2 separate regions of the Rattus norvegicus genome follow, and region 2 is linked to region 1. The links are chromatin contacts, called in public Hi-C maps. All regions are on one chromosome and are shown on one strand. The core of a region is the stretch at or near the end of the contact, and the rest is flanking DNA. Distances in the headings are between cores, read along the strand shown. Region 1 holds the start of Nop10 (NOP10 ribonucleoprotein). Region 2 holds the start of Emc7 (ER membrane protein complex subunit 7).

What was found. Hi-C and Micro-C count contacts between places; a contact is called where the count stands out from the background.
Region 2: a Hi-C map of liver shows a contact between it and region 1, with 6 times the contacts expected there. The contact joins the promoter of Emc7 here to the promoter of Nop10 in region 1. A contact is called at or near these places in 3 of 12 Hi-C or Micro-C datasets (kidney, liver and psoas muscle).

Annotation. Positions count from the first base shown.
Region 1 is chr3:119,517,233-119,524,523 of GRCr8, forward strand. It overlaps Nop10 (NOP10 ribonucleoprotein), which reads left to right and starts at 4,023. Exons shown (of 2, transcript NM_001126100.1): 1 at 4,023-4,169; 2 at 4,398-5,108. The coding sequence starts at 4,116. The coding sequence ends at 4,538. It overlaps Nutm1 (NUT midline carcinoma, family member 1), which reads right to left and starts at 1,477. Exons shown (of 7, transcript NM_001108957.1): 1 at 1,352-1,477. The coding sequence starts at 1,367.
Region 2 is chr3:119,715,042-119,722,332 of GRCr8, forward strand. It overlaps Emc7 (ER membrane protein complex subunit 7), which reads left to right and starts at 3,371. Exons shown (of 5, transcript NM_001399270.1): 1 at 3,371-3,638. The coding sequence starts at 3,406.

The sequences.
Region 1 (7,291 bases), core at 2,773-5,272:
CCACTGACAAACCAGTACCACTCAGCTTCCACTTACTAACCATAAAGGAGATATGAAATAGAATCGGACTAATACCAGCAAGTTCTGAACACAGTGAAACTATTCCTAAGGTCTGAGCTCCACAATAGGTAGGAAAACCAAGCATCTCACTGTCTGTCGCTGAGATGGCCTATCTCCTCTATCTGAAAAGCAAGAAAGACTACCTCTAAACAAACAAAATAATTAATACAGTTACTTAAAAAAATAAATGCAGGGGGCTGGAGAGATGGCTCAGAGGTTAAGAGCACTGACTGCTCTTCCAGAGTTCCTGAGTTCAGTTCCCAGCAACCACATGGTGGCTCACAACCATCTGTAATGGGCATCCAATGCCTTCTTCTGGTGTGTCTGAAGACAGCGACAGTGTAGCCGCATACATGAAATTAAAAAATAAATCTTAAAAAAAAAACTTTCCTCTAAAAAAAATGCAGGTCTATAAATACAACCACTCTGGATGACGATCACAAGTTCAAAGTCAGCCTAGGTTACAGAGGGAGTCCAAAGGCAGACTGAGAAACTTAGCGAGACCTTGCCTCAAACTAAAAAGTAAAATGGATGCTGCAGATTTGGCTCACAGAATGCTGAGACAGAGAGAACACACGTGCTCAGAAACGGAAGTCTATGGAAGACCCTCTCCAGAACACTAATTAGATGGAAACTTAACCTAGACTTCCCAACTTCCAGACAGATGCATAATAAATTACAATGAAAGAAAAAACAAAGAGAAAAAAAGCCTGGTGCTTGAACTGACAAGTAGCACCCTTGGGGCTAGGAGGAGTCATCACGCTCTGGGAACAAAAACTTTTACAAAATTTCTAGCCCTGTTCACGGGCTCATAAATGAATAACCCCACTGAGTTTTAGCTTTCTGAGAAAGGCTAATTAATCGGCCTGGCCCAATCCCACTGCTCCACCCTTCCTGGAGTGATCAAGAGAGTTGGCCCTGCCTTCTTCCCATGGTGAAGTCCTAGAGCAGGTCAAAAGACACGGATTATGGCTCTTCCCTTGAAACCATGGCAACACCACTTATACTAAAACATAAACCTCTGTTTCCACCCCAAGCATGTTAAAGCGGTCCCTCTTCCTGGGAATCAAACTGGTAATTGGTTCCCAGTCCCAATATTCAGTGTGTACTTCTGACAGATTTTGGTTCATTTCCAAGGATGCTCTACCCCATTCTTGATGGTAAAGATCTATTTCTCTGGGCTCCCTAATGCCTGTGTGGGGTTTAATTCCTCAAATCCCTATAGGTTGACCTATGACTTGTCCCTAGGTGACACCGCAGATACCCCGCACTCCAGCACCCCTCGTCTTACATCCATCTGATGCCATAACCCAGGGTTTAGGTACACCAACAGTGGCGGTCTGGATGGCTCCAGGATGAAACAGTTGGGTCCAGGATCCAGGCAATGACCTAGCTCCAACAGATGATATCCAAGGAAGGTAAGCTAAAGACTGGGTCAAAACAGAATTAGAATCTTGGACTCAGGCATTCTGTAGTGGGGGAGGGGAAAGGATATTATGTAGTGAAAATGGGGAGATTTTACTCGATGGGTTTTAGTAAGTAAGCAAAAATTAGAAAATCCCTCAGTGAATTTGATAGCATGATTGCTGGGTGTCCTCTTTTAGGACAGTTTGTCCATCGTCTCTCAGATTCCCAGCATTACACTGCAGTTTTCACTGTTGGCTTCTTACTCTTCTATTCTTCAACGATACAATCTAATCCCGAGCCCTGCCCTTTCTCCAGTTCTGAAACTGGATTACCATTAATAACTGAATGGTGTGGACCTTCGGCTTGCTTCGCTGATGACTCTATTTTCTGAGCCAAATTCAGAGTGCACAGTTTGTATACTTGAAGATTAAAAACTATAAACTAAATGCTTGACATTGAAGTATCTCAGATGATCCAGAATGTTCAACTGCTGTGGGGTGAGCGCCACCTTCCTGAGAAGCCGACAGACACTTGTAATCCTAGGACTTGGGAAGTAAGAGTTTGAGAAAAGTCTGGGCTACAAAGTGGGACTCTCTGAAAAAAAAAATCTCTCTGTAATACCCAAACAGTCCAGCCACAAGAGTTCTGAAATCCATTGGAGCCACGGCCTTTTTTCCACTTGCTGAAAAAACTTACTACATTAAAAAAGATTTTAATTAATTGATTATTTTTGAGACAGGATCTCACTCTTCAGCCCTAGCTGGCTAGGAACTCAACAAAGATCTGGCCACCTCGACCTCCTCAGAACTGGTATTAAAGACCTTCACCTTTAAAAAAGAAAAATAAATAATCTTTAATAGTTTCTAAAGGGTTTATGTAGTTTTGTTTTATGTGTATGAATGTTTGCCTGAATTTATGACTGTGCAGCTGGGTTAATGCCTGGAACCTGCAGAAGCCAGAAGAGGGAGTCAGAGCTTCTAGAACTGGAGTTGGAACCAGTTAGGAGTTGCCATGTGGGTGCTGGCACCTAAAATGGGTCCTCTGCAAGAGAGTCAAGCATCCTTAAGCACTGAGCCACTTCTTCAATTCCTTTTGGATTTTTGAGACAGTCTGGCTATATAGCCTAGGCTGAAAGCTAAGACTCTCTGACCTTAGTCTCTTGCACAACCCCTGCCTTAAGATTACCATAAAGTTTTCTTGTTAAATTACTTTTTAAATTTTAAATTAATACATTAGCATGACTCAAAAGTCAGACTAAGAAAAGTTTTGAGGGGGGAGTCCAAAGAGGTTTAGAAAGGCAGATGGGAAGGTGAAAACAACTAAAATTCAGTGTGTGTGTGTGTGTGTGAGAGAGAGAGAGAGAGAGAGAGAGAGAGAGAGAGAGAGAGAGAGAGAGAGAGAGAGAGAGAGAGAACAGTCGACAACAATAACATCAAAACCTAAACAAAAACCCAGGCTATGCAAAAGATACCAATATTAACTGTTTGTTGTACATTCCCACCCCCTGCAAAATATCGACCGCACACACACACACACACTCAAACACACACACACACACACACACACACACACACACACACACACACACACACACACACACACCATTTTGTTTGTTTCTCGGTTTAAGACAGGGTCTCTTGGACCTCTTGGATGTTAAGGGTCCTTCAGCCTCCAGACTTCTGGGAGCACCAGTTAAGCTCCCTGTTTTGTTTTTTTTTTTTTTTTTTTTGTTTTTTTTTAATGAATCTCATGCAACTGCAGGCAAACCGTCTATATTCATTACTTAAAAAAAAAAAAAAACAACTTTACGGTTTTTCTGGCTACAAATTTAGTATGCTACTATATTTCTGCCCCTATCAATAGTGCTGCGATGATCATTTTGCGATATCTTGGTTTTAGTTTTTAATTCTTTAAACTAGACCCTTATGAGACTTTTTAGTCTTTTAAAAACTGGAAATACTCCGAGACCGGGCACCTTATTTTGCTATTATCCGCTACTCACCATAAAAGAAAGAGCTGAATTTGTGGTTGGGTTCCGAGTTTGAATCTTGGTTCGACCTCTAAAACAAAATCCACCAGTTCATAAGAAAACCTTTACGTTCTTTTCACTTTGCATAATATCGAATACCCATCATGCACTCTTTGCCGCCAATACTTTGAAATAGGGCGGGAAACCGGATGTAAGGGTCAAAAAAAAAAATCTTAACTTCTTTAGGATATAGGGTGTTGAGAATCTTGGAGCCGTTGTTTCTCCAGGAACCAGAAAACTAGTGCCTCTGAACTGGGTACGCAATTTGAAATTAAAGATAGGACTGCTATCAACAATGAATGATGCATCAACATTTAACCCACATTCATCCCTACTCCCTAATCCCTGGCAATGCCTGGCACACAGTGGGCGATTCCATGGATCTTAATAACTTTGCATGGTTGCTGCTAGTAGGATCCCAAGGCCAAGCAAGACTTTCTCTACTATGCCCCCTTCTGGTCACCTGAATATGATAGAAGTGGACTACATTTCCCAGCATGCCTTGGAGAGACTTCCGTCCAGACTGGAAGGATGTTGGCGCACAAGACTGAAGCGGCGCACTTTGGGCGAACGCGGCTGGCGGTAAACGTATTGGTGTGTTTTCTGTTGAGGGACAGTCATGTTTCTCCAGTATTACCTCAACGAGCAGGGCGATCGCGTCTATACTCTAAAGGTAAGGAGAGGAAACAGCTGTATATCATAAGGACGAGAAATTTAGGTGAGAGGAGCGGTTGGAATCGTCCTTCGCAGCCCAGTGAGTGGAGCCATGTCGGAGCCAAAACGTGGTAGATAGAGGCAGTGGTTTCTTGTCTGACCATCGTGTCTTCTGGACTCAGGTTTCTTGTCTCCTTCCTATCACACCACACATATACTGAGATCTCTTTTTTTTTTCCTTGAGCAGAAATTTGACCCCATGGGACAACAGACTTGCTCTGCCCATCCTGCTCGGTTCTCCCCAGATGACAAATACTCAAGACACCGAATCACCATCAAGAAACGCTTCAAGGTGCTCATGACCCAGCAACCGCGACCTGTCCTCTGAGGGCTTGTTAATCTCTTGTGTTACTCGTCCCCCGGCCGATTATCAGCAACCAAACACTTCATTCCGTGAGCCTGGAAGCCTTCCCATGCTGTTTAGAATCCCCTCTCACTCACTAAAGTCTGTGGTGATGGGCATCGCCCGTAAAAGGAACGACTTTTTTTCCATGTTTTGATTTACTGCCCGGTTATTAAAGATACAATGACTTGAAAGTTCGTTTTGTGTGTTTTTGGAAGAAAAGATGGGGGAAAGGATAGTACCGCTGCTGGTACAAGGCCACTTGTAAATCCTCATTGTAGCAGTAGAGCTGGGCTATCAATGATAGGTTGTTGAGGAAGAAAGACTGTGAAAGACTCCTACAAAGGTCAGCATTCACTGGAAAAATACTCTACTGTCTAATCGTGTCCCCTTTAAAATATATTCCGAATTCTTCAAAGATAAAAAATGTATGTGTGTATTAGTATTTTACCGACGTATATCTAAGCATATGTGTCCTGGTAACCACTAAGGCCAGAAGAGGGAGTCAGATCCCTGGTGACTAGAGTTAGACAGTGAGTGACAGCCAGCCTTTATGTGGCTGCTGGGGATAGAACACAGACTGGTTCTTTAGGAGAGCACCCCTGTCTCCAGCCCTACCACTACCTTTTGAGTTCTGGGATAACAAGTGTGCCCAACCCTGGGAGTTTTCTCTTTCTTTTTCTTTTTAGACAGAGTCTCTGTAGAGCTGACTGCCCTGGGTCTCAGGTCTAACTGCCTCTGCCTTTGAGCACTACCTTAAAGGTGTGTGCCAGCCCATGGAAGTTTCTTAACTAAGTCAAGGACATCTGGTAGGAGGTGTGTCTTCATGTTTTTTTCAGTATTGGATACAGTTCTGTCCTTTGCATGCAAAAATAAATAAAATATTAGCGTTGTTAGCATTATTATAGGACACCAGCTGTGCAGACCAAAATAAAAAGATTTCAACCTAGAAGTATTAATAGTCAGTATGGAGAAAAGCGAACTGTCAGGAATCTAGCAAGGACTTAGAAGATCCCCTGGATAATCTCATCTGACACATGGCTTTAGGGAGCTTGATTATCAGTGTGTGGAGGCAAGAAGAGCTGTAAGGGTGAGCTAGGTAGTATATATAAGTACGTGTAAAAAGACAGGCATGTGTCAGAGAATAAAAATTGTGCAAACTGTCTTTGTAAAGTCTGTTTAGTTTGAATAACCAGCAAGACTGCCTTAGAAAGTAGATTCCTGAGGAGTTGGATTTCTTTTCTTCAAGTACAATTGGAAGTTTTAATCAAGAGATTAAAGGCTATGTAAAAAATCCAAGCTGCACATGATGGCTCATGTCTAATCCCAGCATAGAGAGACTGAGTTAATAGGAACCCTGTGAGTTCCAGGCCAGCCTGGGCTATGTAGTTAGTCCTTATATCAGAAAACCGAAAGGGAGCTGAAGTTGCACATAACATAGTAGGTCGAGTGCCTTTCTAACATGCACAAAGCCATGCAGAAGGCTGGGTTTAGTGACCCTGTAATCCAGCACTTGGGAAGTGAAGGCAGGTCAGGAATTGAAAGTCATCCTCTGCTATATAGAGTTCGAAGACATCTGGAGACTCCTATCTCACTTTGTCTCTAAAGAGCAAAAGAAGTATTTTGGCCAGCAAAGGTGCTTAGGCCACAAGCCTGCAAACCTAGGTTCAGTTCCTGGGACCCACAAATATGTATTCATGTATATGTGTACACTCTAAAAAAATAAGAGTGTAAAAAAACAACCAACCAACCAGTTTTTTTTTTTTTTTAAGATTTATTTATTTTTTTATATATAAGTACACTGTAGCTGTCTTCAGACACACCAGAAGGGGCATCAGATCTCATTACCGATGGTTGTGAGCCACCATGTGGTTGCTGAGATTTGAACTCAAGGCCTCTGGAAGAGCAGTCAGTGCTCTTAACCGCTGAGCCATCTCTCCAGCCCAACCAACCTGTTTTTTAACCCTGCCCTCCACCCTCACCGATGAGAATAGAATCTAGGGCCTTGGATATGTCAAATATCTCAAAGATTGAATACAGCCTTTTCGTTTTTCTTTTTTAAAGATTTACTTATTATATGTAAGTACACTGTAGCAGTCAGAACAGGGCATCGGATCCTGTTACAGATGGTTGTGAGCCATCGTGTGGTTGCTGGGACTTGAACTCAGGACCTCTGGAAGAACAGTCAGTACTCTTAACCACTGAGCCATCTCTCCAGCCCTGAATACAGTCTTAATGTTTGAACAGGTTTTCTTTTATTCCCAGGCTATTAAAGTACACTGTAGCTGTCTTCAGACACACCAGAAGAGGGCATCAGATCTCATTTCAAATGGTTGTGAGCCACCATGTGGTTGCTGGGATTTCAATCAGGACCTCTGGAAACTTAACCACTGAGACGTGTCTCCAGCCCCAATTTTATTTCTTCCTCCTCTTCTTCCTCCTCCTCTTCTTCTTCTTCTTCTTCTTCTTCTTCTTCTTCTTCTTCTTCTTCTTCTTCTTCTTCTTCTTCTTCTTCTCCTCCTCCTCCTCCTCCTCCTCCTCCTCCTTCTCTCCTTCTCTCCTTCTCTCCTTCTCTCCTTTCCTCCTTTCCTCCCTTCCCTCCTTCCCTCCTCCTTTTCCTCCTTTTCCCTCCTCTTTTTCCTCCTTTTTCCTCCTTTTTCCTCCTTTTTCCTCCTTTTCCTCCTTTTTCCTCCTTTTTCCTCCTTTCCTCCTTTTTCCTCCTTTTTCCTCCTTTCCTC
Region 2 (7,291 bases), core at 2,121-4,620, 200 kb after region 1:
GAAATTCACTTCAGCAAAATCAATAAGATTAGGAACAATTTTAACGTCTCAGTAGGGAATCAGTAGATCCATATACTGGGGTACTTGGTGGGCTTATTTTTAAAATAAGGAAACTCATTTATATACCATTGGGATTTAAAATTTTTAAAGATTTATTTTATTTATATGAGTAACTATAGCTGACTTCAGAAACACTGAAAAAGGGCATCAGATCCCATTACAGATGGTTGTGAGCCACCATGTAGTTGTTGGGATCTGAACTCAGGGCCTCTGGAAGAGCAATTAGTGCTCTTAACTGCTGAGCCATCTCTCTAGTCCTTAGACTTTTTTTAAATTGCACTTTTAAATTTACATTTTAAATGTTATCTCCTTTCCTGGTTTCCCCTTCAGAAACCCATTATGCCACCCACCACTCCCTGCTTCTATGAGGGTGCTCCCTCACCCACCCATCCACTCACTCACTCACTCACTCACCCACTCCCTTCCACCTCCCTGCCCTAACATTCCCCAACATCAGGGTATCGAGCCTTGACAGAACCAAGGGCCTTTCCTCCCATTGATGCCCAACAAGGCCACCCTCTGCTACATATGCAGATGGAGCCATAGGTTCATTCCTGTGTTCTCTTGGGATGGTGGTTTAGTCCCTGGGAGCTCTGATTAGTTGATATTATGTTCTTATGAGGTTGCAAACTTCTTCAGCTACTTCAGTCCTTTCTCTAACTCCTCCATTGGGGACCCTATTCTCAGTTCAATGGTTGGCTGTGAGCATCCACTTCTGTATTTGTAAGGATCTGGCAGAGCCTCTCAAGAGACAGCTATATCAGCCTCCTATCAGCATGTACTTCTTGGCATCTGCAATATTGTCTGGGTTTGGTGGCTGTATATGGGGTGCATCCCTATGTGGGGCAGTCTATGGATGGCCTTTCCTTCAGTCTGCTCCACACTTTGTCTCCATATTTCCACCTGTATTTTTGTCCCCCCTTCTATGAAAGTCTGAAGCATCCTTAGTTTGGTCTTCTTTCTTCTTGAGCTTCATGTGGTTTATGAATTGTATCTTGGGTTATTTCAAGTTTTGGGGCTAATATCCATTTATCAGTGAGTGCATATCATGTGTGATTTTTGTGATTGGGTTACCTCACTCAGGATGTTATTTTCAAGTTCCATCCATTTACCTAAGAATTTCATGAAGTCATCATTTTTAATGGCTGAGAAGTACTCCACTGTGTAGATGTACCAAGTTTTCTGTATCCATTCCTCTGTTGAAGGACATCTGGGTTCTTTCCAGCTTCTGGCTATTATAAATAAGGCTGCTATGAACATAATGGAGCATGTGTCCTTGTTAAATGTTGAAGCATCTTTTGGGTATATTCCCAGGAGAGGTATAGCTGGGTTTTTAGGTAGGTCTATTTCCAATTTTCTGAGGAACCTCCAGACTGATTTCCAGAGTGGTTGTACCAGCTTGCAATTCCTCCAACAACGGAGGAGGGTATTTCTTTCTCCGCATCCTTGCCAGCATCTGCTGTCACCTGAGTTTTTGATCTTAGTCATTCTGATTGGTGTGAGGGTAGACTATTGGGATATTTTATAGTCAAGAGCAGTAGTTCTAGCACTAGGGAGGCTGAGACAGGAAAACTACCACAGTTTGAGGTTAGCTTGGGTTGCATAGTGAATTCCAGGCCAGACAGAGCAATGGTATAAGACCCTGGCTATAAAACAAAGACCAAGAAATGAGATTTTCTTTCAAGTTAGATTAGGTAAAAAGGGCAAGATGAAGAGCTGCATTTGCAATTTTCTATCAGATAGGTGGTGTGCAAGTATATACACGTAACATACAGCTGCATTATAACTGCATATATTTATATATTCATATGTATTATAATACATTCATTTTTAATTAAATTACACATTGAGTTGACTGTGATGGCTCACAATTCATGTCAATCTTTTCAGCACTTCAGTGGCTGAAGAACTGATAAAGTTCAAGACCAGTCTGGACTATAGTGTGAAATCCTGTCTTAAAAAAGTTCACAACATAACATACTGCTTTTATTTACATAATAAGCATTACTTATATACTGTGTATTAAATGTCAACTAAATATACATTATGTTGCATATTAGATTTATTTAGTATCAACTATATGAATGTTGCTTACATGTATGTATGTGAACCACATGTACCTAGTACCTGTGGAGGTATGAGATCACCTGGAATTGAAGTCACAGAGCCATAGTGTGGGTGCTGGGAACAGAACCCAGGACTCCTCCAAGAGTAGCAAGTACTCCTAACTGCTGACCCATCTCCCTAGCCCCATATGTGTATATTTTAATTTTATGTTTTTGCTTATAGATTATCTCTGAGCATAGAGTCAAGGAATGGAGAGAGAGAGACCACTAGAATCATGTGTAAAGCTAGGTGTATTAATTCCTGCTGCAAGAAAAACTCTATACCAGAGAAACTAAATAGAAGAGAATTAGTAGAAGAGATGGATGAATTTTTACAGTATGTAGGCCTCTGCTCAATGACTGAGGTGTTTAAGGGAGGTAAGCATCAACTCTGAAAAGAATGTTAGCCATCAGCTAGAAAACAGTGAGAAACAAAGCAGGGTTGAGGCACTCTTGGTAAATAAAGAACTGAAAGGTTGCTAGATGCTGTTTTCCGTTGGTCTTGTCATTTGCCCTGTCTGTGTATTAGGTACATCAGAGACCATTTATAGTGAGCGCTTTACTTTCTCAGTCTTCAATCTGTGTATGTTAAATAAACAAAGCATTAAAAAGGAATGAAAATAAACATTCTTCACGTACTTCTTAAACATAGATCTCTCTCTCTCTCTCTCTCTCTCACACACACACACACACACACACACACACTCTCCTTTTCAGCCCACATTTCTGCATTTCCACTCTACATCAAGAGCTTCGTTCATTCCTTTTTTTTTTTTTTTTTTTTACAGAGATTGTAGTAGAAAGGAGAATAGTTATAGCTAGCAAGAACCTTGAGAAAATGATAGAGTAGATGTCTGGGTGTTAGCTACAGACCCAGCACTCAACACTTCAGATCCTGGTCCCTCTCGGTCTCTATCCTTTACGCCCACGATAAGTCCTGCATCTGTGGACGCCACAGCAATACACTCTCTTCCACCTTTACTTCACCTTAGACGTTCTGGCATTTCGCTTAAAAGCCTTGCCACCTTTTAAGCCCTGGTGGTTCAGAGCGTCGGTTCTGCAGCTCATCTCCTGATTAGTCAACTGTCCTAACTTCTCTCCGGGGGCGTGGACAAGCTCGATGCTAGATCCGGCTTGTGGTGATGACGACATCGGCGGGCGACGGCGGTGGCCGCTGGAGCGGCCTTGCGGCAGGGTAGGGCTTCCGGGGCCGTAGGCCTGACTCTTCAGAGCTGCTGTCATGGCGGGTGCTCTGTGGGGTTTCTTTTTCATCCTGCTTCTATTATTATCAGGAGATGCCCACAGCTCGGAGGTGCCTGGGGCTGCTGCCGAGGTCCCGGGAGGTAGTGGGGTCGCCCTGGGAGATCGTTTTAAGATCGAGGGACGTGCAGTTGTTCCAGGGGTGAAGCCTCAGGACTGGATCTCCGCGGCCCGAGTGCTGGTAGACGGAGAAGAGCATGTCGGCTTCCTTAAGTGAGCATCCTGAGGGCAACAGGAAAGCTATTTGGGCGGACGCTGGAAGGGTATCCAGCTGGGACAGCTGTCAGGACCCGCAATGTAGCTGTCAAAAACTGAAGGCACCGGGGCCACTAACGGTCTATGCTGGGAGACCTTGAGAGGGAGTCAGGTACTTCAGCAGCGAGGATGGCGGACAGTGGTCCCAGGCGCCCGAAACATATGGGGTCATTTATTTGTAGCCCCATTTTAGCCCCAGTGTGAGGCGGATCATACTTGGGCCCATTTATCTGCTGAGTGCCCCCACCCCCGCCCCCTTGCACTTTGTCTAATGTCTCTGGAACCTGGTTGCTTTCTACCTGTCACTCTTCTGGTAGCTTGGTGTTGTGTAGAAAGATGCTAAACAAGTGGGAATTGTCAAAGCCCAAAGGGCTCCCAGTGACGACATAGACTGTAAGGCTAATGGTCCTGCTTCTAAAATTAATGGGCCCTGAAGTCCCTAATCAAAGAGCGCTTTTTTTGGGCCCGAGATTGTGATTATTGTTCTTTTTACGATTGAATTCGTCGAGGGATTTGCGATATTTCACTCGTCATTTAAGTCAGACCAGGATTGCTTAAGATTCCTTACACATAATTGTACTTTTCTTGTTTTTAAGTTTGTGTTTTATATTGGAAGGTGGGATGAATTTCTTGACGCTATGTCAGCAGTCCGTTTTCTCTCTTCTAGGCATGAATATGATGTTTTAAATTTTGCCACCAGTATTTGGAGTTGAAACTATGAACTGAAAGAAAATATTTCTTTGCAGGCTTTATAGACCAACTTATGATATCTGAAAACCACATACCTTAAATGTGGACATTTAAGTTTAAATTGCATATTTCTGCAGGTTGTTGAAGTTCCCTTGTGGTATATTCAACCTCAGATTAAAATGACAAATTGACAATCAGTAGTTTAATGTTTTCTAACACTAGGGTATTGTTTAAATTTTATCCTAACTAATGCTTCATTAATAATAAATTCCCACTGAGATTGGGAAGATAAGGCTTCATTGAAATTCAACTTCTGCAGTATATAGCAGTTTGAAAAACACCTATTTTTGTTTTGAAGATATTTTACAATTTAATATATTCTATATTGCTAGCTATGCTTAGCCTTGCACAGTGACACAGGCCTAACAACTTGGCTACTGAGGAGTCAGAAGCAGAAGACTGTAAGCTAAAGGACACTCTGAACAACTTAGTTGAGACCCTGTCTCAAAGAAGCAAATGCTGGCGATACAGTTTTGTGGTGGCACTTGTATGCAAGAGGTCCTGAAGTGACTCCCAAGTACAAATAAATAAATATTTACTGAAGAAAACATAAACAAGATATTTTCTTTTAAAAAGATGCAACAGAAAGAAAATAACCATTGTATTATAGTAATTTTTTTCTCTTTTTAGAATCATATTACTTGTCTTTAAGAATAAAGCATATAAGACCATAATTTTCATTTAATATTTATGAACAATTTTTATTACTTCACATTCTCTTATTCATATAGAAGGGCTGGTTGAGAATTGATATGACTTTTATGGTGATAGTCTTGTTGGAAGTAGGATAAGTCTTATAGCTGTTTTGAATAACAGCACACAAGTTTGACTGTACTTTTGGTTTCTGGGGAAGTAGCTTGGACTTTAAAAATGGAGATGAGAGGAGATGGGTTAAAATGGTCAAGCCATTTTTTATATCATAACATGACGATAAACCACAATTTACTTTTCCAGTCTTCTGACAGTTAGGTAGTTGCCAGGTTTTATTGTTGTTGTTTTGGCTTGGCTTTGGTTTTGGTTTGTTTTTATATTATAAGTTTATGTACTACTTGTGAAGTTTTTTTTAGAATTATTTATTTTATGTATATGAGTGTACTGTAGCTGTCTTCAGACACACCAGAAGAGGGCATCAGATACCATTACAGATGGTTGTGAGCCACCATGTGGTTGCTAGGAATTGAAATCAGGACCTGTTGAGCAATCAGTGCTGTTAACTGTGGAGCCATCTCTTTAGTCCTTGACTTTTTTTTTATGTATAGTTTTACTGTGTGATTCTTATCATCCTCAAACTCTTGTCCTCCTGTGTTCACTTCCTCACTGTGTTCACAGATGTCTCCTATCATGCCCAACTTTGCTTTTTCTTTCAGTAATTCTGATTCTATTTGTTGAATAGTCATCAGTTTCTTTCTTTCTTTTTTTCCCCCTCTGCTCGAAAAAAACGTTTGAAGTTGTTTCTGTCAGGGTCTATCAAGAAGCAGAAGATGACTGGATGTAATGTCCACATTTATGTCCCAGCTCTTTCGAGGGTGAGGTGATAGCATCATGAGTCTGAGGCCATCCTGAGTTATATAGCAAAATTTTTGTCTCCAAAAACAAAAGAGCAGAATATGCACTAACATTAGAATAGTAAACATAGAGTTTAATCAAAGGTTAAAACAGCGTATTCTTCCTAGTATGAAGAAACAGATTGTGCAGTACCCTGGAGCTTACAGCCTCAACAGTATTTATCCAATAATACATGAAAGCAAAACCAACCAAGAAACTACTGCCACCTCTGCCAGAGGGACAAGGAGGGGAATAGGCTACTGGAAACTTGGAAGTGCTAGGGTGGAGTGGGGTGGGGCTTGTATGTAGCCAAGGCCCTGAGCCTGGGCCAGGCAGTGATAAAGCTGTGGAGGAAATGTTCTAAGGGCATTTTCTTCTGATTCCGTAGACAGAGAAAGGTAGAGTAGGTCTGGAGGATGTGAGGGTGATATGGCTGTGACATCTGTCATCTCATTGATTGTCAGGGTTGATTTGGCTAGACAGATGTCTTCTAACTCTCACCAGACCACATGCAACCCTCCTGAAGCTTCTAGGACCTCAAAAAAAACAAAACAAAACAAAACAAAACAAAACCCTCAGAGGCACATTTGAAAGTGGGTCTTGGTTGGGGATTTAGCTCAGTGGAAGAGCGCTTGCCTAGCAAGCGCAAGGCCCTGGGTTTGGTCCCCAGCTCTGAAAAAAAAAAAAAGAAAGAAAGAAAGTAGGTCTGGAGAGTAAGCATGTGCAACTGAGGACTAAGGTATTTTAATGTTTATAGTTCAATTGTGCTTTACCTTAGTCTATACTTGCAATGACATGGAGCACTTTTCACCTTAATTTTTAAATTTCTTTTTTCTTTGAAGTAGCAAGTAGCAGTTTTTCATTTTCTAGACAAGTTATTTTTGACTTGCAAGAAGAAATTACCAGCTTTTGGTCCAGTGACTTAAACAAAAGAACTTAGTAGGATTAGAGGAGATAAAGAAAAGATAGATGGCTTTAACTACTAAGTTGTACGTTTCTATATAACCAGTCAAAAAGTAACTACAGTAAATGGACTAAACTATTGAAACATGTTTGTGTGAAAAAGAAAGCCAACAAAATACAAATGAACTACAATAGAATTATCTTTTTAACAATAAGAATAAATTGAGGGAACATGATAAAATTGGTACCCTACTTTGTAATGATATACATTGGTAATTGTTCTTCAGTAAAGATAGATAGAGCTTCAGAGTAGAAACTGCTCTTTAGTTACCGTCATTTGTACCTGCAGAAGGAATCTATTACTCTGACATAGGCTCATCTAATTTTAGAAACTGTTAGAATTTGGGAGCATA